3 separate regions of the Sus scrofa genome follow, and all the other regions are linked to region 1. A link is a contact called in public Hi-C and promoter capture Hi-C data. All regions are on one chromosome and are shown on one strand. Each heading gives the region's core, a stretch centred on a gene start, on an enhancer-like site or on the middle of the called end of the contact. The rest is flanking DNA. Distances are from core to core; before and after follow the strand shown. Region 1 holds the start of SSR2 (translocon-associated protein subunit beta). Region 2 holds the start of SYT11 (synaptotagmin-11). Region 3 holds the start of GLMP (glycosylated lysosomal membrane protein).

Region 1 (2,700 bases), core at 193-2,692:
TGGCCCTCTTGTTGCAGATCCCAAAAGAGAGGTCAGTGGGCAGCTTGGGTTCTGCCTTAAAAACCACAAAACAGGACATGAAACCAGTGACACTGCCCTGGGGGCACAGAGTGCACCCTAGGTAGCCTTACCATTTCTGCATGCCTCTGGTCCTGGCACGCAGTTCCATGTTCATCTAACAAAGTTCTACTTCAGGAGTTCCCGTCGTGGCGCAGTGGTTAACGAATCCGACTAGGAACCATGAGGTTGCGGGTTCGGTCCCTGCCCTTGCTCAGTGGGTTAACGATCTGGCGTTGCCGTGAGCTGTGGTGTAGGTTGCAGACGCGGCTCGGATCCTGCGTTGCTGTGGCTCTGGCGTAGGCCGGTGGCTACAGCTCCGATTCAACCCCTAGCGTGGGAATCTCCATATGCCCCGGGAGTGGCCCAAAGAAATAGCAACAACAACAACAACAACAACAACAAAAAAAAGACAAAAAAAAAAAAAAAAAAGTTCTACTTCAATCTCTTGGTGGGGTTCCCTTGAAGATGGCAGGAAGAAGTTGTATTTTTTTGGAAGTCTTTCAATGGAAATATTTTCCTTAGCAATTGACTCTCAAATCTCTCCTCTAGTCAGAATAGATTCCAATAAGGAGACTGTAAATAGAGATGATGAAAATTCATCCAATCAGCAGGTGTTTCTTGAGCACCTCCTGTGCGTTCAGCATCACTGTAGGATCTCTGAATAAGTGTACACTAGAGAAATAGCACCTAATCATGAAGGTAGATTTTCCAGATCAGAAACAATCAGAAAAAAACCAAAAACCAAGCCGGAGTTCCCGTTGTGGCTCAGCGGTAATGAACTCGACTAGTGTCCATGAGGACTAGGGTTCAATCCTTGGCCTCACTCAGTGGGCTCAGTGGGTTAAGCTTCCACTGAGCTGTGATGCAGACAGCAGAGGCGGCTAGCCCGGGAACATCCATATGCCTCAGGAGAGGCCCTAAAAAAAAAAAAAAAAAATTAAAGAAAGGATCTACTTTTTTGGAACCTCAAAGGGCTTCTAAGGAAAGTTCAGGGCTTTCTAGGGTAGCTAGCTGGATATAGAAGATGAGTAAATTTTTCGCCTAGAAATACAGAGAATGGTGGTAGCCCGGAGAGCAACAGTTTTTCTCTAATTCCTAGCTCGATAGTACACTCGACATTGTAGACAGAAGATCCTAATCTCTACGTTTGCCAGTCCCACAAAGCACTTAATCAGGTGCTGGTCATCTACGGTACTGGAAAGCCAGCTTGAAAAGCCACTCTAGACGGCAGAATAATAAAAGCGTGAAAGAAAAGAAAGAAAAGCGTGAAGGAGCACAGACAAATCGATCACAGAGGCTGCAGCATCCCGGAGGCAGGCGCGCTCTACAAAGGAAAGGTGGGGCTTGTCTGAGAACTACAACTCCCAGAAGGCATCCAGCAGAGTACCAACGTTTCCGGCCAGAGCTCATTTCCGGTCTTTCGGGTGCTGACGCTCTCTTCCGGCCTTCGTGGCCCCCTGAAGGGTTTGTGGGGTGCGCACGGTGAGTCCTTTGATTCTGGGGGTGCCAAAGTTCGTGTCCACACAACACTCAGCGGCTGAGGGTTAGCTTTGGCAGGGCGGGGAGGGAATAGAGCACGCTGGCTGGAGGACGTGTAATCTTGGCAAGAGACGGAGGGGGGGCAGAACAGACTAAGCCCTCAGAGGGCCCCAGAAAGGGATGTGGAAGACGAGGACGAATGCGGTCCCGCGGGAAAAATGGACAGTAGGATACAGGGGCGTGAGGGAGGACCCCGCTAGCGCGCATTGGGATACCTGGGGTGCTGGTGGAGGAATAGCAGCCGGGGAAAGGCAACAGTCGTGAGGGATTCCTGTGTGAAGGAAAGCTAGAGGCTGCTACAGTTCCGAGATGGGCCGAAATGCGGCAGGCCAAGGAAACCTCTATTCTGGCCACATGGAGCTCTCTCAGAAGACCCCAGTAATTGGGGAGCACCCAGGACCCCTCGCAGTAATAGGTAGCAGATATGCCCTGGAGGTCTACAGATTTTCGAGGGCTGCAGGGTGGATTTGGTGGGAAGCTTGCGAATGGGACAGCTTTGGTAGCGTATACTCTGCTCTGTGAAAGTGGCCGCTGCTTTGATGAGCTCAAAAGATCTTTTGACGGACTTTGTAAGAAAGGACTGTCAGAAAGATTTTGGTGGTTTTACATGCTTGGATTGACTGCTCACTTGCTTTTTCCTCCAAAGATGAGGCTGCTGGCATTCGTGGTGTTGACTCTCTTTGCTGTCACTCAAGCAGAAGAAGGAGCCAGGCTTTTGGCCTCCAAATCACTGCTGAACAGATATGCTGTGGAGGGGCGAGACTTGACCTTACAGTACAACATCTACAATGTTGGCTCAAGGTAAGGAGGCCCTGAAGCTATAGGTTGGGCCCTTTTAAGCTTCTCAGGTATCTTGACTGGGAACAGGGATCAGTAATGATTTATCTTTGGGAGGACTCCAGCAACAGGTATAGTGTGTAAATGAATTCACTGCTGGATGACTTTTGGAGGAGGATATTCTTACCTAAGCTACAGGAAACCATCCTCCAATTTTGTGAGTTGCTAGAGTCTCATAGTGGAGAAGAAGAAAGAATTGTGTGAAATAGGGAGAGAAGGATGAAAAGGCAGAAAAGAGGAGTTCCCCATGTGGCTCAGCAGAAA
Region 2 (2,700 bases), core at 18-2,517, 150 kb after region 1:
GCGTAACTGATCTCCGAGCCCGTAGGGCTGGGTCGGGGACCAGCGGCTCCGAGATGACGTAATGCTTTCTCTGGTACACAAAGCGGCCTCCCCAGGGCTCAGCCTTTTTCGCCCCTCCCCCTCCGGCCTGGATCAGGCCCCCGCCAGCACCAGAGCGGGTGAGTCCCCCTTTTTGAAAAACCAGTCTAGGGAAACAGGGAACAAAGGCCCGGGAAGAAGAGCCTAGGCGCTGCCAGGAGGCCCAGAAATAGACATCACGTCATCCCCTAGCCCAGCAGCGCCAAGCGCCATTTGGTAGCATAGGAGGACCCCACCATTACGATGCAGAATAGAAATTGCAGGGCTCACGTTTTCTCCTAGCCCCAGCATCCAGCTGACCGGCTTAAGGAGTGGCTTGCTTTTGGCTCTCCACCCCCGCACCCTTCTCTCCCCAGAGGCCGCCACCTCCCCTGGCTCCCAGCCACACAGCCCACAGTCTCCAAGCTGCCATCTTGATGCCCCATCCCCTTGCCACCTCCCTCCCCCGCAGCCCTGAAGGAGTGGGAGGAGGAGGAAGGGGCACCGCCCTGCGTGCCCCAAGGGGGAGGGCTCGGCCTACCCCACCTCTCCTCCCCCAGAAGGAGGGGTTCACATCCTCCGCAAGCTCTCTGTTTCTCACCTCCAGCAGTGCTGACAGTGCACCATACAAGGTTTTAGCATCCCGAACCTCCCCAACCTCGGTGTGGCTCTGGCCTTCCCAGCCCCTGCAGCCCATAGCTCAAGTTCAGGTCTGCCCACTGCCTACTACGCATCACCACAGGCCCGATTTTAGAGCGGATAGCACCTGAAGGTCCTGGTCTTGGTTTCACTCTCTGCCCAGCCCCTGGGCTCCCTTGGTTTTGCAACGGTTTCGCCTACCCCAAGCTTAGTTTGCCAGATTCTACTTACCAAAGCTAGGTCGGATATTGGTGATCTCAGCCATGTCGTAATCGGAGGCTATTGCTATTAACGCGTTTGCACTGGTCAGGCAACTCTGGGAACCTCCGGTCAGTACCTAGGCCGCCGCTGCAGAGCGCTAGGTCAGGGGAGGGGGAAGGTATCTGGCGGACGCCTCCTGCGACGGTCTGGTCCCTGGTTGCCAGCTGCGGTCGCCTCTTAAGATGCTCCAGGGATGCTCTGAGCTAAGGATGCAGGTGCAGCCAGACTGGTCCTGATGCGAGGTAGGCCCCGCCTTCTTCCGAACGACCCTCGGCAGAAGGCTCCGCCTCTGTCCGAAAAGTTCCGGAAGGCAAGACCCGCCCCTTTCCGGAAGACCTCTGGGAGGGGCCCTCTCCCTTCGCCAAGATTTCCAGAGAATGAGACCCCGCCCACTAATGGGTTGTGGGTCTGTAAGGCGAAAACTCTGCGGCCTAAGAAGTGTAGGTAGGTATTTTATCATATGAGAGCCTATAGATCTTGTGATTCCGGTTCCCTGGGCTTAATATAGTAACTGAATATTCTGGCCGAGGGGGACCCAGGATTTTGGAAAAACAAAATTCTATCTTGCCTACATTCAGTATCAATTGCAATTATTATAAGTTTATGAGACCACTAAAGAATATTTTGAAACCTTTCTTAAACTTCAGAAACTCTGATTAAAGACCAAACGTGGTGATGGTTGCAGAGTTCTGAAAATTTAGTGAAAATAATTTAATTGTATAAGTAAAACGGCTGGGTTTTGTGGTGTGTAGATTGAAACTGTTTTAAAAAAGGACTAATGAAGAGTGCCAAAGTTAATCAGTGTTGGATATTTCTCTTGTAAAAGCTTCAAGTGCTTAGGGCTGCTTAGAGAAGTTTGAGAGAGAGAGTGAGGGAGGGATGGAGGAAGAGAGAAAGAGAAGTATGGAGAGAGGCAGTGAAAACCAACAGATCCGTGTATTCTGTAGATCCAAAAGCAGGACACAAATGAAACTCCAAGCTTCTAGAGACTTCCTTGGCATTCGGAAGGTTTAGGGTGATTCAGGTTACCGTCAGACTACTGCAGGTTATCTCCATGATTACATCAATTTCGTCATTCATTTTGGTTGTGGTTACTTTCATCCTATCCGATTCTGTTTACAGACAGGATCAGGTCAGGTAGATTATTTAAATGCATAAATATTTGGTGGTGGTTCACCTGTAAAGTGAGAGAGTTGAATGTATTTTTCCAGCTTTGACATTTTGTCCTTCTTGAAAAGAGGAAAAGAACATGGTTCTAGGAGTCATTCATTCATTCAAAACACATGTATTGAATTTATTGAACATTGACTATGTCCCAGGCACCATCCTGGACACCGGATTAATGCATTAGAAGCTAGAGTGAGGCTACTGGATTCCCTCTCACAGCTAGTTATCTTTGTGAAATCATCTACCCAGTTGAGCCAAAAATTTGTCCTGCGGAAATTGGAAGGTATAATATCCACTGTGCCACAGGATTTATTGTGAAGATCAAATCACCTTTGATAACGTAAGTGAAAGCATTCTGTTAAATGCGGAGTGTTTTATAGATATGAATAATTATAATTTATAATTATGGATTGAGTCCAAGTCTGCCTTAGCTTTATTCAGGAAACTGCAGTTTGTAACCTAGGGATTCCTCTTTCTGAAATTTTATGAATTCCCCGTTTCCCTGGTCCCATATTCCAGGTGTCTCGTGGCGAGAAGGATTAGTTGTCAAATTAAATCGCTGAACCTTAATCCAGT
Region 3 (2,700 bases), core at 48-2,547, 250 kb before region 1:
TTAGTCAAATAATTTTAGGATTAGGCTAAAAAAAAAAACCCAAATCAAAAAGTGCATTCAGTGGAGTTCCCGTCGTGGCGCAGTGGTTAACGAATCCGACTAGGAACCATGAGGTTGTGGGTTCGATCCCTGCCCTTGCTCAGTGGGTTAACGATCCGGCGTTGCTGTGAGCTGTGGTGTAGGTTGCAGACGTGGCTCGGATCCCGCGTTGGTGTGGCTCTGGCGTAGGCCAGTGGCTACAGCTCCGATTCAACCCCTAGCCTGGGAACCTCCATATGCCGCGGGAGCGGCCCAAGAAGTAGCAACAATAACAACAACAACAACAACAAAAAGGCAAAAGACAAAAAAAAAAAAAAAAAGTGCATTCAGGAGTTCCCATCGTGGCGCAGTGGTTAACGAATCTGACTAGGAACCATGAGGTTGCGGGTTCGATCCCTGCCCCTGCTCAGTGGGTTAACAATCCGACTGTGAGCTGTGGTGTAGGTTGCAGACTCAGCTTGGATCCTGCGCTGCTGTGGCTCTGGCATAGGCCGGCAGCTACAGCTCTGATTTGACCCCTAGCCTGGGAACCTCCCATATGCCGCTGGAGTGGCCCAAGAAATGGCAAAAAGACAAAAAAAAAAAAAAGCATTTGTTTAGCCAGACATCAACTCCCTTTGAAAAATACTGCTTTCATTTTCTATTTTCTGAAGTTTCTTTTCTCAACCATAAAATTGTGAGCTCTTCCAGACAAGAATGTGCATACCTGGAAACTCAGTAAATAGTAATAATTGACAAAAAGTTCCCTCTGAGGTGTGCTATCCCCTGCCCCCACCGCCCCACATTCCTTCAAATTTCCTCTGTGCCTTCCCTGCCTCAGAGTCGTTTTGCAGATTCCATTTGAATCTTGAATCCAGACAACATGCCCACTTACAGCTTAGTTTAGTGGGACAGTTGGGTAGGAGAGGTTGGGAATATTTGGGAATATGTCTGCCAATCTAGGCCAGGATGACTTGCTTGCCAGCTCAGTTGGGGATGATGAACAATGCTTAACTTTTTTTTTTTTTTCCCTTTTTTGCCACACGGTCAGTGTGCGGAAATTCCTGGGCCAGGGATCGAACCTACGCCGCACAGCAGCAACCAGAGCCACAGCAGTGAGAACATAGGATTCTCAACGCGCTAGGCCATCAGAGAACTCTCCGCTTAACCTTTCTGATTCTATTCTCACGCAAGCCTAAATCTGAGTTAAGGGAGGCGGTCTCTTTAAGAACTGCTGTGATGGCCCCGCCCTTTAAAGAGATCAGCTGAATCTCTGAGTCATATGACCCAGCGTCTCTTCCGCCCTCTGAAGTTAGAACTGCATGGGTAGCTGTGAGGAGCCCTGCCGGGGTTGGGGGCACTATGTCCCCAGCCCCGTGCTCCTCCTGAGTCTACTTCTGACAGCAGCTCCTTTTGGCCTGCTGGGGGAGGAAACCCGCCAGGTGAGGGACTAGAGCAATCCTGTTTCAGGATGTGCTGCCTTGAAGGGTGGTTGGAATCTAGGATAACCGAGAGGTGGGGGTGGAGGGTGCTTGCATTGAGAAGAGTTTCTTCAACCCTGGGGGTGGGGACAGCCATGGATCATGGGACAGAATTGAGAAGTAGGATGTATGAGGGCTTCCTGTCTTCCCGGGAAATCTGAACTCTGACTTAGCCCTGAGTAAGCCAGATCCAGGCAAGTATTGGATTTTTTTTTTTTTTTTCTTCTCTCAGCCCTGTGTCCTTATCTCTCCACTAGAGTCAAGGCCGTTTTCTCTACCCACCTCTCCTTACAGCAGGAATCTCTTAGCTCCCACAAGCATTGCTCTTGCCTAGGCCCCAAGGTCCCACCGTTTCCCCATCATTTCCCAAGCCCCCTTCCCTGTCCCCAAACATCTGCCCTGTGTCTCTCCCTGATCCTGTTCCCTTGACCCTCCCACTACTCCATGTTCTAGGTGTCTCTGGAGGTCATCTCTGACGGGCTGGACCCTCCCCAGAACCTGCTTCATATCCATGCAGTGGGTACCAACTCCACACTGCACTATGTGTGGAGCAGCCTAGGGCCCCCAGCAGTGCTACTAGTGGCCACCAATACCCCCCACAGCACCCTGCGTGTGAACTGGAGCCTCCTGATCTCCTCTGACCCTGAAGGGAGCTTGATGGTGCTCCCCAAAGACAGCATCCAATTTTCTTCTGCCGTTGTCTTTACCAGGGTGAGGAGGTTGGGGGAAACCGAAGGGAATCAGTACAGAGGAGAGACTTCATTTGAGTTAGAGAAACTGAAGACTGGGGGTAGATGAAATAGAGGTATGAGAGCCGGGGGTGGGGGGCAGTGACTTGGGGGGTGGTGACTCAGGAGAAACCTGGACTCTGGCAAGCCCAGTCCCTCCTCACCCCCACCCGCCAGCTGTTTGAATTTGACAGCACCAACACATCCGATGCAGTGACAAAGCCTCCAAGAAAATCGTATCCTCCGTATTCCTTGGCTGAGTTCTCTTGGAACAACATCACTGATTCATTGGATCCTGCCACCCTGAGTGCCACATTTCGAGGCCACCCCATTCACGACCCTACCGGGGCTTTTGCCAATGGCAGCTTGGCCCTCAGGGTAAGGGTATGGGGAATCAGAACTCAAAAGGCTGGTTGATAAGGGTGGGAGTTGATGAGGGTCGCCTTCAAACACAGGTATCTGCCTGCTTCCCA

What was found. Promoter capture Hi-C pulls out the DNA fragments that hold promoters and counts their contacts. Hi-C and Micro-C count contacts between places; a contact is called where the count stands out from the background.
Region 2: a contact with region 1 is called in a Hi-C map of liver, with 6 times the contacts expected there. The contact joins the promoter of SYT11 here to the promoter of SSR2 in region 1. A contact is called at or near these places in 3 of 47 Hi-C or Micro-C datasets (heart right ventricle, liver and skeletal muscle) and 2 of 2 datasets of contacts at active chromatin or transcription factors (alveolar macrophages and skeletal muscle).
Region 3: a contact with region 1 is called in a promoter capture Hi-C map of liver, with 2.4 times the contacts expected there. The contact joins the promoter of GLMP here to the promoter of SSR2 in region 1. A contact is called at or near these places in 1 of 5 promoter capture datasets (liver) and 1 of 2 datasets of contacts at active chromatin or transcription factors (alveolar macrophages).

What each region holds. Positions count from the first base shown.
Region 1 is chr4:94,009,282-94,011,981 of Sscrofa11.1, forward strand. It overlaps SSR2 (translocon-associated protein subunit beta), which reads left to right and starts at 1,443. Exons shown (of 6, transcript XM_001928470.5): 1 at 1,443-1,542; 2 at 2,246-2,400. The coding sequence starts at 2,246.
Region 2 is chr4:94,161,824-94,164,523 of Sscrofa11.1, forward strand. It overlaps SYT11 (synaptotagmin-11), which reads right to left and starts at 1,268. Exons shown (of 4, transcript XM_001928804.6): 1 at 928-1,268. The coding sequence starts at 961. It overlaps GON4L (GON-4-like protein), which reads left to right and starts at 64. Exons shown (of 34, transcript XM_021089699.1): 1 at 64-158.
Region 3 is chr4:93,757,642-93,760,341 of Sscrofa11.1, forward strand. GLMP (glycosylated lysosomal membrane protein) reads left to right here and starts at 1,298. Exons shown (of 5, transcript XM_005663295.3): 1 at 1,298-1,460; 2 at 2,405-2,605. The coding sequence starts at 1,341.